6 separate regions of the Mus musculus genome follow, and all the other regions are linked to region 4. The links are chromatin contacts, called in public HiChIP or PLAC-seq and promoter capture Hi-C maps. All regions are on one chromosome and are shown on one strand. Each heading gives the region's core, a stretch centred on a gene start, on an enhancer-like site or on the middle of the called end of the contact. The rest is flanking DNA. Distances are from core to core; before and after follow the strand shown.

Region 1 (2,700 bases), core at 155-2,654, 520 kb after region 4:
CTTTAGAGCTTTGTGAGCTGGCTGTGTGTGCAGTGGATGTCAGACGAGTGCCACTGCCAAGCCCTCTGGAGCCTAGAGGAGCAGAGTCTCAGAAGGCTGGCACTGAGCGTCACACGTAGACTTTGGGTTTGATTTTACTGTAACTGTGCACTGGTTATTACTTCTTGGAATAAACAAGTATGTAACTTTTTTTTAATAGGAACCCATAGTTAATTTTAGAGAGGTTTTGGATATGATAGAGAAACTTTGAAAGAGACTAGGTATTTTAAGGAGAGTCTGAATTGAGTGTTTGAATTGAGATCTTGGAATGAACAAAAAACAAAGGTTATGGTTAAAAGGGATGGGTTTGTGTGTCATGCTAACAAGGGGTCAATTGTGCTGACTTGTTTTATGCCAACCTGATCCAAGCTAGAGTGATTTGGGAAGAGGGAACCTCAACGGAGAAAAATGTCCTCACCAGATTGGCCTGTGGTACATCCTTTTCTTTTTTTTTTTGGTTTTTCGAGACAGGGTTTCTCTGTATAGCCCTGGCTGTCCTGGAACTCACTTTGTAGACCAGGCTGGCCTTGAACTCAGAAATCCACCTGCCTCTGCCTCCTGAGTGCTGGGATTAAAGGTGTGTGCCACCATGCCCAGCGTGGTACATTTTCTTAATTAGTGATTGATTAAGGTTGACATGGGAGGGCCCAGCCCACTGTGGGTGGTGCTATCCCTAGGCAGATGTTCCTGAGTGTGTAAGAAAGTAGGAGAGCAAGCAGGAGGCAGCCTTCCTTGTGGCTTTCTGCTTCAGTTCCTGCCTTGATGTTCCTGCCCTGCCCTGCTTTGATGATGGATGTTTACATGAAAATATCAATGAAATAAACCCTCTTCTCCCCAAGCCACTTTTGTTCATGGTGTTTATCACAGCATAGAAACCTCTGACCAAGACAACTCCCAAATATGCAGCTGTTGGTCTAGGAGCACTTTGAGAGAGTTGTAAAAAAAAAAAACAAAAAAACCTTGGACTGTATTTCATCCAGTAGTTCACAAGCCTAGATGAACATTCCAATCAATGGGGCTTTTTCTTTTTTAAAGTCAAGAGTGAACCAGGGGCTAGAGAGAGATGTCTCAGTGGTTAAGGACTCTTTCTAGTCTTCCCAGGACCGATGGGAATTGGAGAAGTTCAATGGAAGCTAAGTCCCGGATCCTGGAAAGCAGTAGTTATCTTTTTCAAAGCTCAGTAATTCACTTATGTCAATGAAGTACCGTTTGTAGTTCGTATGCCCACAGTACAAGCAACCTGGTTAACTCTCATCAGACGACAAATTTAGATTGGGTCGACAGTTTAGGGCATTACTCAGGAAGGCAGTATGGTTTTCGTGGGTATTTTTCACTCACTTCTCTGGAATGTTACCCATCTCCGGTACTCCTGCGGATCTAGGGCTGCTGGTTCCCAGTCATCGGTATTTCGTTCCAACCAGGAGATGAGAGCTGGTTTGGGACCTGCGCATCCTGGGGAAGGAGAACCAGTCAGAGAGCTGGCCCGAAGAAAGGATGCTAAAAAATAAACGCCAACCCCTAACAAGCCGATCGCAGGTCAGGACCCTAGGCTCCCTGCCCCCACTCTACCCCGCCCTCAAGCTCCATCATCCCTTAGGCCCCGCGTAAGCAGATTGGGCCGGGCCTCACCGAGCGCGCCCAGGAGGCCGTAGGTCTCGCGCATCACATCCCGGTACAGAGTCCTCTGAGCGGGCTGCAGACACCCCCACTCCTCCGAGGAGAAGTACACGGCCACGTCCACGAACTTCAAGGCCCTTGGCCTCCTGCCCCTTTTCCGAGTAGGTCCAGCCTCTCCGACTGCCCGCAGGAGAAGCGGAGCCGAAGGTGGCGCCATCGGACCTGCTCCCCGGCCTTGCCACGGGGACCCGGAGACCTAGAAGCTCCGTCGGGAAGGCCCGGAGGAAATCTGAATCGGCTGCCTGAGGGGCCGGGCGGCCCGACACAGACCGTTATTCAGGGAACTCCCGCTGGAACTTGGGTGAGAGGCACCGGAAGATGCCTTCGGGGAAGATGGCGGCGCTGCTCCTGCACCACCGCTGCCTAGAACACAGGCAGGTTCCAGCTATCGATTTTATTGACCCGAACGCCATGCCGACTTCTTAACCTCCTTGCCCTAAAGTGTAATGGCGCTGCGAGATGGCTTCTTGCCTACTTTCCTCCTATCTATTGCATTCGTTTATTGGTTGGTAGCTGAAGATCGGGCGTTCTGATTGGTCATCAATGAAGGCGGCCCATTTGAATGAAGCCAACGGATTCTTAAGGGCAAGAAGGTGGATCCTGTGTCTCTAAGCCGGTTGTGAGAAGTCTTATGAATGGGAGGCTTTTCTTGTGTTCTCCAACGCTTGTTTGCCCTACTTGGAGAAGACGTTTCTACAGGTCTTCCAAAGGGAAAGTCACACAGTGACAACATGGATTTTTGAACAGCTACATCCTACGATCATAAAGGTGTCACAGCCAGGAATTCTGAAAAGTACTAGATGAGAAGGGAGCGGTGGTAAGGATCTGGTGCACAAAAGGCGCGTCTGGTAAAATTGAATGACTAGAATGGTAAGTTGACTGGTCTTGTACCTTGGGCAGCTCCTAAGTAGTCTATAGAAGTGAATGGCCTACCTGAGTACCAAGGAAGTTCGCTTGTTTAGAGGTGAGACCAATAGCTTTGGG
Region 2 (2,935 bases), core at 20-2,519, 550 kb before region 4:
CTCACTCACCAGTCTGGATGAGGCCAGTACTACCATCTCCGATGTTAAAGAACTGCTCGATGTCTGTAAGAACCCCTGGAAAGAAAAAACAAAGAATGAGCGCCAAGAGGCGACCCTATCCTGGGGAACTTCTCCCTTGCCTATATCCCTTCTTCGGAGCATCAGTGCGTACCTGCCACGGTGAAGCGGTCCATGTAGTTCAGGAGGTTAATGTAGCACAGAACCACCACTATGAGGGTCGAATGGCCCCGAGATAAGCCAGTGATGCGCTGTAGCCCCTCACAGTCTGGGACCTCGAGTTCCCCGGACTTTGGATTCCCCATGGGTCCTGGCAACCCCGGATGGCCGGGCGCTGGCCCGTCATCAGGATCATCTGCTTGGCTGAGGAAGGGCGCCGTGTCGGACCCGGCCATGGTCCCTGGGGAATCGCAACCGCCCACGCTTCGGTCCTACCTCCGACGGAAGGAGGTTGGAGAGAGGACTGCGAGAAGACTTGCCCACTATCGCCTAGGAGCGTGGTCCGATGCACAGTGCACCACTGCGAAAAGCCCTGGGCTTCGTCATTCCCTCTGGTTCCGACAGAGGAGAGCACACAGGAGGTGCAGGTGACGCTGGGACAGGAGCAGGAAGACCAGGACCCAGTCCCTCTTCTCACGCTGACGCACTCCAAAGCCCGGGAAGGAGCGCGCCACACTCGCTGTTGCTCAGTCCAAGCTCAGCAACACAACTGCCGCCATGTTGCCCAAGAGCAGGTCATGTGACACCGGAGCCCTACCGGAGAAAGTCACCCGGTGCAAGGATTGAACACGTGACCTGCCACCGCCTACGGAAGCCTCCAGGGTTTCTAGGGCTCCTCCGCTATGGTAACCCGACGCTCGTTCCTACTTCCACCAGTAGCCTCCAGGGGGCCTCGCAAGCTGGTGTAATCAATCGCCTAGATGGAATACCCATTTATCCGATTTCACGAGATAGTGGATTATTTGGAAATATTACATCTCTACAGATGCTAGTGAGTTGTTTCCTCTTTTCTTCTTCAGTGACTGGCTGATGGCTTCATTGCTCAGTAATTGTTGGATGAATAGCGGCGAGCAGCTGCCTCCTTTTGTTTACCAATCATGAGCTTTCACTGTGGACATTTAGATTCCTATAGAGTCGGGCGTAGTAGCGCATACCTTTAGTCCCAGGAGAAGGCAGAAGGACGGAGATCTTTGCAATTTCAAGGACAGCCTGGTTTACATAGCGAGTTCCAGGTCAGCCAGGGCTACATACTGAGTGAGACCCTGCCTCCAAGAAAAGATGCTAGAGTTTAGGAGGAAGAGGATGTTTTGTCTATGGCCTCGAGTTTTTCTCCAACCAAGACTAGTGTCCTCGCGCCCTCTGGTGTCTCTCCTGGAGGACAGGCGGAGGCTCAGAACCAATGAACTGCAATGTACCCTGCACCAAAAAATGGCATATGGCTCTAATCCCAGCACTAAAGAGACAGAGGCAGCCGATCTCTGTGGTCGAGGCTAGCCTGGTTTACTGAGCAAGTTCCCGGGTGACCAGGGCTACACGGAGGAACCTTATCATAAACCAACAACAACAAACTCAATCTGGCTGGTGGCACATGCCTTTAATACCTTTAGTCTTGAAAACAAAACATACAAAAAAAAAATCCCACTAGGTGTGGCAGTGAATTAAACAAACCTTTTATCTCAGCACCCACGGAGCAGAGGCTTTTTTTTTTTTGGCTTGTTTTTTCATTTTTCTTTCTTTTATTTCCAAGGTTTCTCTGTATGTCTGACTGTCCTGGAATTCCCTTTTTTGACCAGTGTGGCCACCAATTCACAGGCATCCACCTGCCTTTGCCTTCAGAAGGCTGGGATTAAAGGTGTTCCATGGCGAACCGTCTCAGGTTGCTAGTTTTCCTTAATATACATACATTCTGAATGCAAAATACTATGATTCTATGAAAATACTGTTTTGTGATCCCACTTCCAGAACTGGGATGTAGTTCAGTTGATAGTAAATACTGCCAAGCATTCCTGAAACCCTGGGCTCAAGTCCCCAGTACCTCATTCACCCAGCCCGTTGCAAAAGGTAGAAGGAGGAGAATTGGAAGTTCAAAGTGGTCCTTGATACATAGCAATAGTTAACTTTAATGTGGCTTTGGGTACATAAGACCCAGTCTCGACAAAACAAAAAACAAAACAAAACAAAACAAAAAATTAAAGATTCCTCTTGGGGCTGGAGATGGCTCAGTGGTTAAGAACACTGACTGTTCTTTCAGAGGTCCTGAGTTCAAATCCCACATAGTGGCTCACAACCATTGGATCCAATGCCCTACTCTAGTGTATCTGAAGAGAGCGACAGTGTATCCATATACAGAAAATAAATCTTTTTTTTTTAATATCCCTCTCAGCACAGCAGAGGAAGAGGCAGATAAAAGTTTGAGGATTTGAAGACTGGACTGTATTGAGTCTTAAGTCAGCCTGGACTAGATAATGATGAGATACAGAGACAGAGAAAGAAAGAGAGAGAGAAAGAGAAAGTTAGAGAGAGAGAGAGATTGAGAGTTCGAAAATAGGTAAGGGCCAGCAAGGTGGCTCAGAGGATAAAATACTTGGTACCAATACTGACAATCTGAGTTCTGTCCCTATCCAAATGGCAGAAGAGGATTGCCTGCCACAAGCTGTCCTCTACCTCACACATGTGCCATGACATGCACACAAAATAAAAACGTAATAAAAGATTAAAAACGTAAAACACTGTGAGATGAAAGAAACGTGACATAATAGGTTGCCTACTGCATTACTCAATTCAAATGAAAACCTAGTGTCTGGACACACGCACCAGGCATCCCACATGCTCAGGAGGCAAGTGGGTCACTTGAACCCAGAAAACTGACTCTATCTGGGCTATCTAATGAGTCTCTATCTCAAAAAAAATTTTTTTT
Region 3 (2,819 bases), core at 311-2,810, 660 kb before region 4:
GCCACATTTCTAGTTCCTGTCTGTAGTTTATTCAACTTAGGTGTGTGTGTGTGTGTGTAGAGGGCAGAAGTTGACATTATCAGGTGTATTCTTCAATCCCTCCCCAGCTCATTTAACTTTTTGTGGGTGCGTGGTATGCATGCATATGTGTGTGTTTGCATGTATGTGGGGTGCACATGCATGTGTGTGCATGTGCAGACGGAGGTTGATTCTCTTGTTCTCTATTTTACAAATTGAGGCATGGTTTCTCACTTGAACCTAGAGCTGACTCATTCGGCTAGTCTTGCTAGTCAGCTTGCTCTGGGGATCCTGTCTGCCTCCTAAATGCTGGGATTCTAGGCTGCTACACCTGCCCAGCCATAGCTGAGTCCTGGGGGCCTGAACCCTGGTCTTTAGCAGCATCTCGCTTGGTTCCCCTTCTCCCCTCCCGTACTTATTTATTTATTCAGAGACTGGGTCTTTCACTGGAACTCACGGATCAGATCAGGCTGGTCCCTGGGATCCACCTGTTTCTGCCTTCCCAGGGCTGGAACTACAGGTGTCATGGCACTGGAGGAACTCAAGTCCCTCATGCTTGCCTGGCAAGCACTTTACTTAATAAGCCGTCTTCCCAGCTCCACCTAAGGCTACCTGAGTTTGCAATAACCAGCTCTAAAAGTTCTACCAGCAGCTGGAGTGGTTGGAAGAGGATGCTAATTTGAGAAAACAATCTGATCAGAGATTAAAAGGAGGAGAGATTTTGGGTGCGTCGGGGGCTTTTTCTATGAATAAAATAGTATGCTGCATGGGAGACTGGGCCTCTGGAAGGATGCGTTCGTTGTTCCCACTCTGTCGCCATCTCTGCTCGATCGCCCCACCTGCATCCAGGCTACAATTTCCGGTTAATGAACAAAGCTCTTCACACCCGGGTGGCTTTGCACAGCTGCTGCTTCAGCCAGGAACCCCCCACCCCCTTCTTCCGTTCTGCTATACACCTTTAATCCCAGCTTTTCCTTAAACTTACTTCGCGGTCTCCCTACAGCAGAGCTCGAAAGTTCTGCCTGAACCCTGCACGGCCCCACAGACCCCAGGTCTCTGAGTAGCCTAGTAGTCTTATGAGGTCCCCTGGAAATCGAATGGATAGGTGGAAGGATGAATGGGCAGACAGGCGGGTGAACAGATGGACCGGTAGTTGAATGAGCGAGTGCATTCTGAATAGGAGAGCTCGGATTTATTTTTCTTCTTTGAAACAGATCCAGGCTCCGCCCCACAAGCACAGGCTGGAATAGTCTGGGACAGTCTAGCCCCTCGGGGACCAAGCAGCTGGACCAGGTGACCCTCTGTGACTCCCCCGAGCCCTCTCTAACCTCGTTCTGGCCCCCTCCTGGGCTCTGACCTAGAAAAAGAAGCTTATGCCAATGACCGGCGGGCCTTAGGACCCCGCGTGGCCGGAAAGCGGGCGGGGCATCGTGCGGCTCCCGCGGCGGTGGGGAGGTCCAGGCCCGTGGCGCCTGGCGGGAGGGCGCGGCGGGAGTGCGCGTGCGCGGAGCGCGCACCCGGCGCGGCGGACAAAGGCGCGTGCGGCGGCGCGCGAGGCGGAGGGCGGAGCGGCGGGCGGGCAGGTACGCGCCGGCGGGAGGCGGAGCCGCGAGGCCGCGATGGAGCGCAGCCCGGGCGGGCACCGGCGCTGGAGCCCGAGTGCCGGGCGGAGCGGGAGCCTCAGCCGGAGCCGCAGCCTCAGCCCGCGCCAGGCCGGGGCAGGAGCCCGCAGGGCCGGGCTGCTCGCAGCGGCGGCGCCCGAACCCCCCAGCGGCTGAGCGGTGACCTCCATCCTCGCACGCGGCTGCTGGGACGCAGCGACCGATCCAACCCGGGCCCCCCAAGATCTGCTTGCTACAACCGCACACCTCAAGACACAGAGAGACCCAGGCTTGGGGCGCTAGCCTCCCTAATCCGCTACTCCGGCACACAGGGACCCCAAACCTAGGACAGCAAGATCCTCTTGCTAACGAGAAGCCGCGGGCACCCCAAAGCCTCGGGACCCGGGCGACCAAGCCCCTTGCGACGCCTTCAGCGTCCCGGCTCATGGTGGTAGTGGTGCCCTGAGCCCCTCTCGGGCCGGGCAGACGAAGATCGACACGGCGCCCAGGCCCCCTGCCGCGGCGTCCCCGCGGCCCCAGCCCAGGTAAGTGGGACCCAGGTGAGGGGCGGCAGGTGAGTGGTACCGAGGTCCCTAGAGTCCTGCAGGTGGGGAAGGAAGTCCAGAGTGCGCGCTCCCCCTCCTCAGCGTCGCCATGGAGCCGAGGCTGAAGGACGTCTCTTTGTGTCTCGCTTGGAGGAGCCGCCCCCTCCTCCTCTCCCTTCCCCCACCTTCCACCCCAACCCTGAGATTTGGGCACAGCTTCGGACCCCGGGAGAGAGGAGTTGCGACGCCCTGGAGAGGGGTTAGAAGGTGGAGAGTCTCCCCGGAATAGCCTGGAGCCTTAGACCTTAGGTCCTTTGAAGAATAAAGACACGTAACTATCATCTCCCAAAGACCAAGCTGAGTTCTTAAGTGACACCCACCCTCCCCACAGGAAAGAGAAAATTTGGGGCGCCCAAAGGTGAGAGGTGCCTGCATTCTGCAGCTCTGGGTGACAGCTGGGGCTTTGGGTGTGTGCCTTTGTCTGAGAGGGCAGGGAAGGGGCGTGTTTGAGAGGATGAGTCTCTTATTTTCTGACTCTGAGACCCCAGCTCAGGTCTCAGTGGGGCTCTTTATCCAGTCCCTCTTTGTGCTCCCTGCAGAACAGGGAGAGGACAAGCCCTCTCAGTGAACAGCTAGTTTGGGGGAGGGAGGTACC
Region 4 (2,700 bases), core at 151-2,650:
TGTTTTGTAAAACTGAGCTGACCAAGCCACTGCCACAGCCTCGCTATGGGTGCTAGGCCAGTCCTGGCAACAGCAAGGCTTCAGGGAGGAGAGCAAGTTCCAGTCAAGAATTACCTTCTCACTGCTCCACCTGGTAGGGAGAGCAGGCTTGGCAATCCCTCTTGGCAGAACACAAGTTTCTTCAGTGCCGGACACATTTCTTGATAACATCTTCTAACAGCCACTTTGCTTCTCCACACTGCTACCTCTCCAGAGCCAACACTAGATTTGTACCCCTGACTGAGCAGCAAAAGAACCAACCAGACCCAGAGAGAGGAGCTTTGCCCAGATCTTCCAGTCAGCTGGTGACAGAGTTGGAGAAGAGAAACTGGAACTCTCTCCCGACACAGGGGTTTTCTATGTAGACTAGGGTTGGACTTGAACTCAGAGAGCCACCTGCTTCTGTCTCCTGAGTGCTGGGATTAAAGGTGTGAGCCAACACTGCCTGGTTTGACTTTGCTTAAACATCCAAGACAAAACCCCTTCCAGACGTTAGGGCAGGCTGTTAAATACCTCAGCTATCACCTCTTGTTCACAATGCCCTATACCTTCTTCTCTTTTGGGGTTCCTTGGAAGGTCTCATGACAGCTGGGATTCTAAGACCTTCACTAGCTTGTCCAGTCTTATTCTTGTAATCGCCACGTTCCTGCCTAATGGTTCTCCTTTTGCTTTGAGATAGGTAAGACTGTATAGGCCAGGATCCCCTGGAGCTCATAATCTCTCTGCCTCAGCCTCCAGGGCTAAAATTAGTTATATGTAATTCAGGTCTCTATCCTTTTCCCTTCAGGGAACTCTTTGCACCCGCCTTCTAACCTGTGAGTCCCCTGGAAACCCTATGGCCTCATTGGAGAACTTTCTTTTTTCTTTTTTTTTTTTTTTTTTTTGTTTTGGTTTTTGGTTTTTTCGAGACAGGGTTCCTCTGTTTAGCCCTGGCTGTCCTGGAACTCACTTTGTAGACCAGGCTGGCCTCGAACTCAGAAATCTGCCTGCCTCTGCCTCCCGAGTGCTGGGATTAGAGGTGTGTGCCACCACGCGCGGTGAACTTTCATTTTGTTGACGGTTCTTCTAACAGTCTGTCAAGTGCACTGAGCTGGGCTAGGAAAACTATACTCAACCTTCAGCCTCTGCGCTTGTTTCTTTTTACGCGAATGAAGCGCTGCTGAAATCGTCACGGGTTGCGGTATTCTCCATCCACATGAACAAGGGGGCAAAGGATCCTTTAGACGTTTTCTCAGAACACCACACCCCCCAACCCGCAGGCTGGACTGCAACGGCGCCACCGACTGCGCACGCCCCGGTTCTTGGCTCCGCCCCCGAGACGCGGCCCTCGGCCTGGCCGCGCCTGCGCAGCTCCGCGCGCCGGCTTCCGGGTGGAGAGAGCGCGCGATGGGGCGGCTGGTGGACGTCGCGGAGTAGCTGTGGAGAGTGGGCGTGTGCGCCGAGCGGCCGGGCGCCGGCGCTGGAGTCGCGGGATCTCAGGGAACCGGACCGGGGCGCAGAGAGGGCCTCCGACTGCCACCCGCGTCCGCTCACTGGCATGTCGGCCGAGGCCTCGGGCCCGGCGCCGGCTGCGGCCGAATGCTTGGAGTCCCCTAGCCCCTCGAGTGTGGAGCCTGGCTCCCCCTCGTACAGTCTGAAGCCCCTCACCCCGAACAGCAAGTATGTGAAGCTGAACGTGGGCGGCTCGCTGCATTACACCACGCTGCGCACCCTCACGGGGCAGGACACCATGCTCAAGGCCATGTTCAGCGGCCGCGTTGAAGTGCTCACAGACGCGGGAGGTATGCGTGCCGCCGGTACACGTGCTGCCCTCCAGCTCCCAGTTCATTCCAGGCTCCCTAGTCCCATCTTATCTTTTCCTAATTCAGAATCTCTCTCTTTCCCCAATCCTTTACTTCCAGCAGTAACATCTGCCAAGCGCTCCATTGCCGATTATCTGCTCTTCTTCCCTTAGTTCAAACAGCCAAGGAACCAGGTCTACTGCAAGCAGTACCCCTCAAACAACCTTTATCACTTACTTCCCACTGCCCAGCCTTTTGTTTGCCTCTCTGCGGTAGAACCGCCCCAGGTAGCCTCGAGAACGGAAAGATTTGGTCTGTCTCTAATACAAGTGCCCAGTGCCCGCACTCTAGGAATCATCCATGAATGCGAAGTGAAGGGCGCAGCTTTTCTTGACAGGTGAACCTTAACCTTCTCGGGAGTGTTGCCTTAAATTTGGGACTCACTTATTGTAGAATAGCTTTAAGGGGAAGGGCTTAACATAGATAAAAGCAAACACTTAGGAGGTGAAGTTCGGCTTTCAAATACCGAAGATGAAAATTCACTTATTTGATTAGTATTGTGATGCGTCAGTTACTGCTAGAGAAAGTTTGGTAAAGGGAAATGATGAATCTTGGGGAGTTAGCCCCACACCCCGCAGGGAGTTGGGGAGGGCATGGAGTAGGAATGACCAGTAAGCAAGAAAATCTCATGTAATCACAGTAATTCTTGGTATTCCAAGTAATGTTACTACTTCATCGTTGTGAACCGGAGGATTGAAGTGGGCATTTTTCATTAAATTAGATGGTTAAAATGAATACAAGGGGTTACATTTATTGATAAGGTAATTTGGTAAGAATCTCCCCCATGGTGAGCTGGGCCTGGTGCCTCCTGCCTATACTG
Region 5 (2,700 bases), core at 63-2,562, 640 kb after region 4:
ATTGTTGTCCTTGGTCATTTCCCAAAGATCCCTGGTTCCTTTGTTTGCAACCAAGAGAAATCAGCATTTAGACTTTATACTAGCTTCTGTTTTGGGGGTCCTTTTAGAAATCAATACTGGAAAATATAAAATTATTTTTTAATCTGTTTTTCACCATTGCCCAAATTTTACCTGTAGTTCTTCCTCTAGTTCCAGATTTCATATTCTCATAGGAAGACTCTTCGGTTCCTAATTATATGAATACATTATTTTGACTAATTTCAGAATAATTATCCCCTGTGTACCAACAACAAACCTACTTAGGAAAGTTCAAAACTATTTTTGCAAGTTGTTAAAGTTAAGCTTGATGAGGAAAGGCTCTACAGTGACAGAAAGCAAAAACACTAAATTACTTGGTTTCCTTATAGAAAAAGCTGTTAGAAAATCATGCTGTAATCTAGGCGTCCTGAGCCTTAAATCCCAGCACTCAAACTGACTGATCTTTGGAGTTCCACCCCAGCCTGGGATACACAACGAATCCCTGACTAACAAGGGCTACATAGTGAGACACCGTCTAAAAAAACAAAAATTATCATTTCTCTTTTGCTGGACTGTAACCTTGAGGATTTGCTTTTTTCTTTGCTGTTACTCCAGAACCTTGGTTTTAGGATATGTCTGGCTTTGGAATTACTCTAGGCAGGACCTTAACAACCTTGTGTACTTAATGCAGGAGGGTCTGGGAGCAAGACGGTAGGAGTCTGTGACCCCAGGATGATGGACACTATCCTGAAAGCTCTAGTCAGGACCAAACGGCCAAGCTGCATATGCATTTTGTTTTGTTGTGTTTCTCAAAACAGTTTCTCTGTATAAACAGCCCTGCCGGTCCTGGAACTCACTTTGTAGACCATGCTGGCCTCCATCTCAAGAGATCCATCTGCCTGCCTCGCCTCCTAGTGCTGGGATTAAGCGTGCATGACCACACTTGTCTACACGCAGGTTTCCACAAAAAAAGGAATTTTGGAACAGGCTCTTACTATAATAAATGAGGATTCCAGAAGGAAACTAAAAGGGCCTTGTCCGAGGGCACGGTGAGGTAGTGCGGAGACATCACATTTCCGGTAACCTAACTTCCGTGTCTCTTTACAGACCAGCAGCACCAGGAGAGAAAAGCAAGTGCTACATGTTGATTGGCTGTTTTTCAGGCTCCTCCTCATGGTGGAGACCTTTTGGGGACTTCTAGCGCCAACGGCCTTGTCCGCCCTGGAATCCCGTCTTCCTATTGGACTGCCATTTTCCAATCGGAGGGTTTCTAATCCCTAGTTCTCAAACAGCAGGGGCCATTGGCTGCAATGATGGGGGCGGTGCCTTAGGTCGCTGTGGGAGCCTTACAGGTTAAAGCAAAGGAACAAACATAAACCAAGCAGCTGAGGGTCTTTGCGCAGGTTAGACTGTTCCCTCCTCACCCCCCTCCCCCCACCCTCCCTTCCCCCTCCCCGCTCGCACGGGTCATCCTGCTCGAGACCCCCGCGCCCCTCCCAGTGGACGCCAAGTGCGCTTGCGCGGTAACAGCCGCCCGCACTTGTGCCATTTCCCCCTTCTTCCGAGCCACCTTTCCCCCCTCCCGCCCTTCCCTATCCTCTTCCCTGCCCTGCTTCCCTCCCTCCCCCCTAGGCCCTTCGTTGTGGTCTCCCCGGTCCTGATCCTTCCCCTACCCCACCCCCAACCCCCAGGACCCTGGCGCCCCAGCCGCAGGTGCTGCGCCCCCGGGAGCCACGATGTGCATCCTCTCAGAACCTGTGGGCCTCCTTGCCCTCACTGCCCTCCGTTTCCTCCTCCCAGGCCCCCACATCCCTCAGAATGACGTTGGACGTGGGGCCGGAGGATGAACTCCCTGACTGGGCTGCGGCCAAAGAGTTTTACCAGAAGTACGACCCTAAGGACATCATTGGCAGGTGAGCCTTCACAGCTGAAGCATACACCGGCCCAGTGTAGTCAGCTCCCAGCCAGGAAATAAGGCTTCCTTCTGAAGACTGGATAGTTAGGAAGTGGACAGTGGAAAACAGTTAGTGACTTGGCTAGTATTCCGAGTTAACCCGCATTTTTTCCTCTATTCATCTATATTGTCAACAATTGTTTGTGGTCCAGACAACGGGAAGGTAGAAAATACCCATCACGTGAGCATTTCAAAGGTATCTAGTTCGAGAAGTAGGGGTCTGTAGAAAAGATGCTTGGAGCTGGGCGGTGGTGGTGAATGCTTTTGATCCCAGCAGAGGCAGGTGAATCTCTGTTGAGTTGACACCAGCCTGGTTTACAGAGGAAGTTCAAGGACAGCCAGGACTACACAGAGAAACCCTGTCGGGGAGGGGAGCAGGGATTGCTACTGTGATCGCCACCACAGATGCTTTATGGTTTAGTTTCAGAAGCATAGTGTATTGGTTATGTTGTGTTAAGCACCAAGAACACCGGGTGAGGGAGTGACAGAACAGGAACCCTGAGGAAGTTTCTGTCTTGGAAATGTTTCTATCTTTACATAATGAAAAAAAGATAAAGGTCGAAAGGAGCGTTAGGGGAAAAAATAAGTAGGCAGTAGGATTCAATCAACGGGGTCTCCACAGAGGAGGGGCTTTAGGAGACTTCTAAGAAAATGACAGGAGGGTTGGGGGAGGGGTGTTTGGTTGTTCATGGTGCTGGGGATTAAACTCAGGGCCCCATCCTAAGAGA
Region 6 (2,948 bases), core at 23-2,522, 540 kb after region 4:
AGGACAGGCTCCTCTTCCAAGAGTTACTTCTGCCAGCCCAGAACAGGAAGGACAATGAACCGGCTCCACCAAGCAACCCCAGGTTGGTTATATTAGTCGCCTTCTGAGTGGCCTGCAGACACTACCTAGGAAGAAAGGAGGGGGGGGGGGGAGGAGAGAGAGAAATGCTAGTGAATGAAGCTCACCGCACCCAGCCTTCTCCCCACTTAGGCTGTTCCTGGTCTCTCCAGAAACTGAATTGGAAGCTAGAGGCCACATCAGGCCTACTCTTTAACTTGGGATCTTCAGGTTTTCCGTCCCGCCGTCCCGACTTCCGGAACTTCAATCCTAAGGAACTTAAACCTAAGAAAATGGGAAATTCCCAAATCCTTAACATTTAATCGATATTCACCGGCGTTAAGAACAAGAAAAATTACGTTAGGTGGAGAAACTTTAGCTTTCCTACACTTGTCCAAATATAACAAGAAACGTGATATAGTAGTTGGTCGCTGACCAGCCTTTGAAAAATGACGCTTTTCGGTCGACTAGTGCTAAAATCAGACTGCCCTCAATTAAAATGGCGGTGCAGGCACAATTGAGCTTCTTTGCCCCTACGTATTATGGCGGGCAGGAGATTTCACGCAGTTTCTCCTAACCCCGGAAGACCGGAACCGGCAATTGGGCGGTGCTTAAGACACACAGAAGAAGGCCTCTGACGGTTGGACAGCGCTGCATAAGGCAGGCTTTAAAGAAGCCGGAGGTGGGAGCTGTTTGAAACCCGGATCCTTGGAAAGCTGCGGTGAGAGGCGTAGGGGAGGGGTGGGAGTGGGGGGGACCGGGCTGGAGAGAGGGCCGGGAGGCGGGGGGAGAAGAAAACGTTTGAGCCAACTGGTCCGGGGCGCCCGAGAACGCGGGGCGGGGATCCAAGTAGGGCGGGGGCTTGGGGTGGGATGTTACCGGTGGGCTGGACCTTCTGGGATTGGAGTGAATGGTCTACCGGTTGGTTTGACAGTTTATAACCCAGAATCCGGACTGAGTTCAGTGATGAGTTTAGGCCTCCCCCAAGGGGAACTTCGTTAAGCTGAAGCTCTCAGTGGGAGGAGGCAAGTTGCGCGGCTTCTGATTGGAAGAACCGCGCAGTAGGATTCTTTCCACAGAGATCCAATTTAGGCGATCTGGTAGGAGGGAGGGCTGTTACTAAGTGGAGTAATTCTTTTGGAGCTCTTGCTTGGTGGGGCGAGGACCACAGAGGAATCTAGCGGAAACGGAAGCCTCTCGGGACCGGGATCCCACCGGATCCCAGAGAACCTCAGGGAGGCATCTAACAGGGACAAAGGTCCCAGGAGGCTCGAGCGGTGGGAGAGCTGTAACCTCCGCAATCCAGTCTCGCGGCAGGTGCCAGGCAGGGCCCGAGTGATCAAGGCGGCTGCAGCGGGAAGACCCGGCTCCGAGAGGCCGGCCGGGGGCGCCCTTTGGAGGAAGGGCCTGTGCCCTACCGGGAGCCGCAGGCGGACTATGAAGGGCGGAGTCCCGGGGGAGGAACTGGCCCTCATTCCCCACTCCCCCGCTCCCCAATTTACCCCAGGCCTCAGCCTGGGATACCCCAGGGACTCCCCGGAACCGCCGCTTCCCCCATGGACTTGCCTGGGAACTCCAGGTGAGAGCGTACCCCGCCCGCCTGACTTGAGCTCGGGAGACGGGGATGCTGACGGCTGCACCCGACTACAACAGAGGCAACAACAGGTTCAGGCAACTGTCTTCTACTTTCACCCTCCAGCCCTTTTACACAGCCAAGCCTGTGCCGTCAGCCTCTATCTCGAGCATCATGGGAAGCCAGGAGCCCGAAAAGACCGAGGCTGCAGCCTTTGGGGACCCCTTCATCCCTAGAAAAGGCCTCTCGGAGGGTCCTTGCCGTGGTGTTGGAAGATGTCATGACTACAAACAGGGTGAGCCCTTTAAGTGAAAGACCACTCCCTCTTCCCTATCCTCCATCCCCGCCCTGGCTTAGTACTAAAGTCAGACCAGTTCCACTAAGCCAGCCTTCAAAGCAGCCTCCATAATGCAAGACCATATGGTTTTGGGTAATTCATGTGCCTGTCCAGTCACCCACTCACCCAACCACATCCTACTAAGTATGAAAAACTCTTCTGACTGCCCTGTTATCGCTATCCTTTGCTACTTGGTGGGTTCTTCCATCCTCCCAACCCCCTAACACTAGTTAAGAAAGAAAAAGAATAGAGAGGAAAGAGATCTCCGAATAAAGGCAAGGGAGGGAATGGGGCGATGGTAGGCTACTTTCTGCTGATTAGGGGTGTCGAGTTCCTTGGGGCAGGTTTGATCTTCGCCATCAGGATATCTACTTTCTTCTTGTGAATAATAACAAACATCCAATCAATAACCAACCCATTCCTTGGGGGCCTTAACATGAAAAGTCCCCAGAATTCCAAAAGTCATACAATTGCAGAACCTGTCTGTAGCTGGCAAAATTATGCCCCTGCTGGAGGCAAATCTTAGTAAGTTGCTATGGACAATCTAAAGCAGTCCCATATCCCACACCTGGGAGTAAAACAAAAACATGATATTTTCGTGCTTTTTAAAAAAGAAACCAAAGCCGGGCAGTGGTGGTGCAAGCCTTTAATCCCAGCACTTGGGAGGCAGAGGCAGGCAGATCTCTGAGTTCGAGGCCAGCCTGGTCTACAGAGTGAGTTCCAGGACAGCCAGAGCTACACAGAGAATCCCTGTCTCAGAAAACAAACAAACAACCCCCCCCCAAAAAAAAAACCCAAAAAAAGAAAGAAAGAAAAAAAAAACCCAAAAATCCAAAATTGTCACTTCTCTGTTCTCTTGTTCGGAAGCATGCTGGTAGTGTCTTTGGCCACAAGGCAGACATGAGAAAAATGGTACTGTCTTTTACCATTTTTCTATTTCTCTAGAACCTGGGTAAGAAGAAGAGATTACATCATTTCACG

What was found. Promoter capture Hi-C pulls out the DNA fragments that hold promoters and counts their contacts. HiChIP or PLAC-seq counts read pairs in DNA pulled down with a chosen protein or histone mark.
Region 1: a contact with region 4 is called in a promoter capture Hi-C map of pre-B cells, with 2.2 times the contacts expected there. The contact joins the promoter of B130055M24Rik here to the promoter of Kctd13 in region 4. A contact is called at or near these places in 3 of 39 promoter capture datasets (the C10 cell line, liver and pre-B cells) and 1 of 115 datasets of contacts at active chromatin or transcription factors (pancreatic cancer cells).
Region 2: a promoter capture Hi-C map of embryonic stem cells shows a contact between it and region 4. The contact joins the promoter of Spns1 here to the promoter of Kctd13 in region 4. A contact is called at or near these places in 4 of 39 promoter capture datasets (cranial neural crest, embryonic stem cells, frontonasal cranial neural crest and 1 more).
Region 3: a promoter capture Hi-C map of cranial neural crest shows a contact between it and region 4. The contact joins the promoter of Sbk1 here to the promoter of Kctd13 in region 4. A contact is called at or near these places in 1 of 39 promoter capture datasets (cranial neural crest), 1 of 484 Hi-C or Micro-C datasets (liver) and 1 of 115 datasets of contacts at active chromatin or transcription factors (pancreatic cancer cells).
Region 5: a promoter capture Hi-C map of liver shows a contact between it and region 4, with 2.1 times the contacts expected there. The contact joins the promoter of Phkg2 here to the promoter of Kctd13 in region 4. A contact is called at or near these places in 4 of 39 promoter capture datasets (the C10 cell line, liver and pre-B cells) and 1 of 9 other capture datasets (liver).
Region 6: a contact with region 4 is called in an H3K27ac HiChIP or PLAC-seq map of thymic regulatory T cells, with 4 times the contacts expected there. The contact joins the promoter of Prr14 here to the promoter of Kctd13 in region 4. A contact is called at or near these places in 1 of 39 promoter capture datasets (cranial neural crest), 3 of 115 datasets of contacts at active chromatin or transcription factors (kidney, pancreatic cancer cells and thymic regulatory T cells) and 2 of 9 other capture datasets (liver and pancreatic islet).

Annotation. Positions count from the first base shown.
Region 1 is chr7:127,446,986-127,449,685 of GRCm38.p6, forward strand. B130055M24Rik (a long non-coding RNA gene) reads left to right here and starts at 1,405. Exons shown (of 2, transcript XR_869949.3): 1 at 1,405-2,586. It overlaps Zfp689 (zinc finger protein 689), which reads right to left and starts at 2,173. Exons shown (of 3, transcript NM_175163.3): 1 at 1,669-2,173; 2 at 1,378-1,491. The coding sequence starts at 1,873.
Region 2 is chr7:126,376,665-126,379,599 of GRCm38.p6, forward strand. Spns1 (spinster homolog 1) reads right to left here and starts at 1,270. Exons shown (of 12, transcript NM_023712.3): 1 at 173-1,270; 2 at 10-75. The coding sequence starts at 413.
Region 3 is chr7:126,270,936-126,273,754 of GRCm38.p6, forward strand. Sbk1 (SH3-binding kinase 1) reads left to right here and starts at 1,561. Exons shown (of 4, transcript NM_145587.3): 1 at 1,561-2,164.
Region 4 is chr7:126,927,479-126,930,178 of GRCm38.p6, forward strand. Kctd13 (potassium channel tetramerisation domain containing 13) reads left to right here and starts at 1,401. Exons shown (of 6, transcript NM_172747.2): 1 at 1,401-1,820. The coding sequence starts at 1,577. It also overlaps a transcript of Tmem219 not described here.
Region 5 is chr7:127,572,036-127,574,735 of GRCm38.p6, forward strand. Phkg2 (phosphorylase kinase, gamma 2 (testis)) reads left to right here and starts at 1,313. Exons shown (of 10, transcript NM_026888.3): 1 at 1,313-1,421; 2 at 1,819-1,931. The coding sequence starts at 1,837.
Region 6 is chr7:127,470,342-127,473,289 of GRCm38.p6, forward strand. Prr14 (proline rich 14) reads left to right here and starts at 1,273. Exons shown (of 11, transcript NM_145589.2): 1 at 1,273-1,636; 2 at 1,757-1,925. The coding sequence starts at 1,614.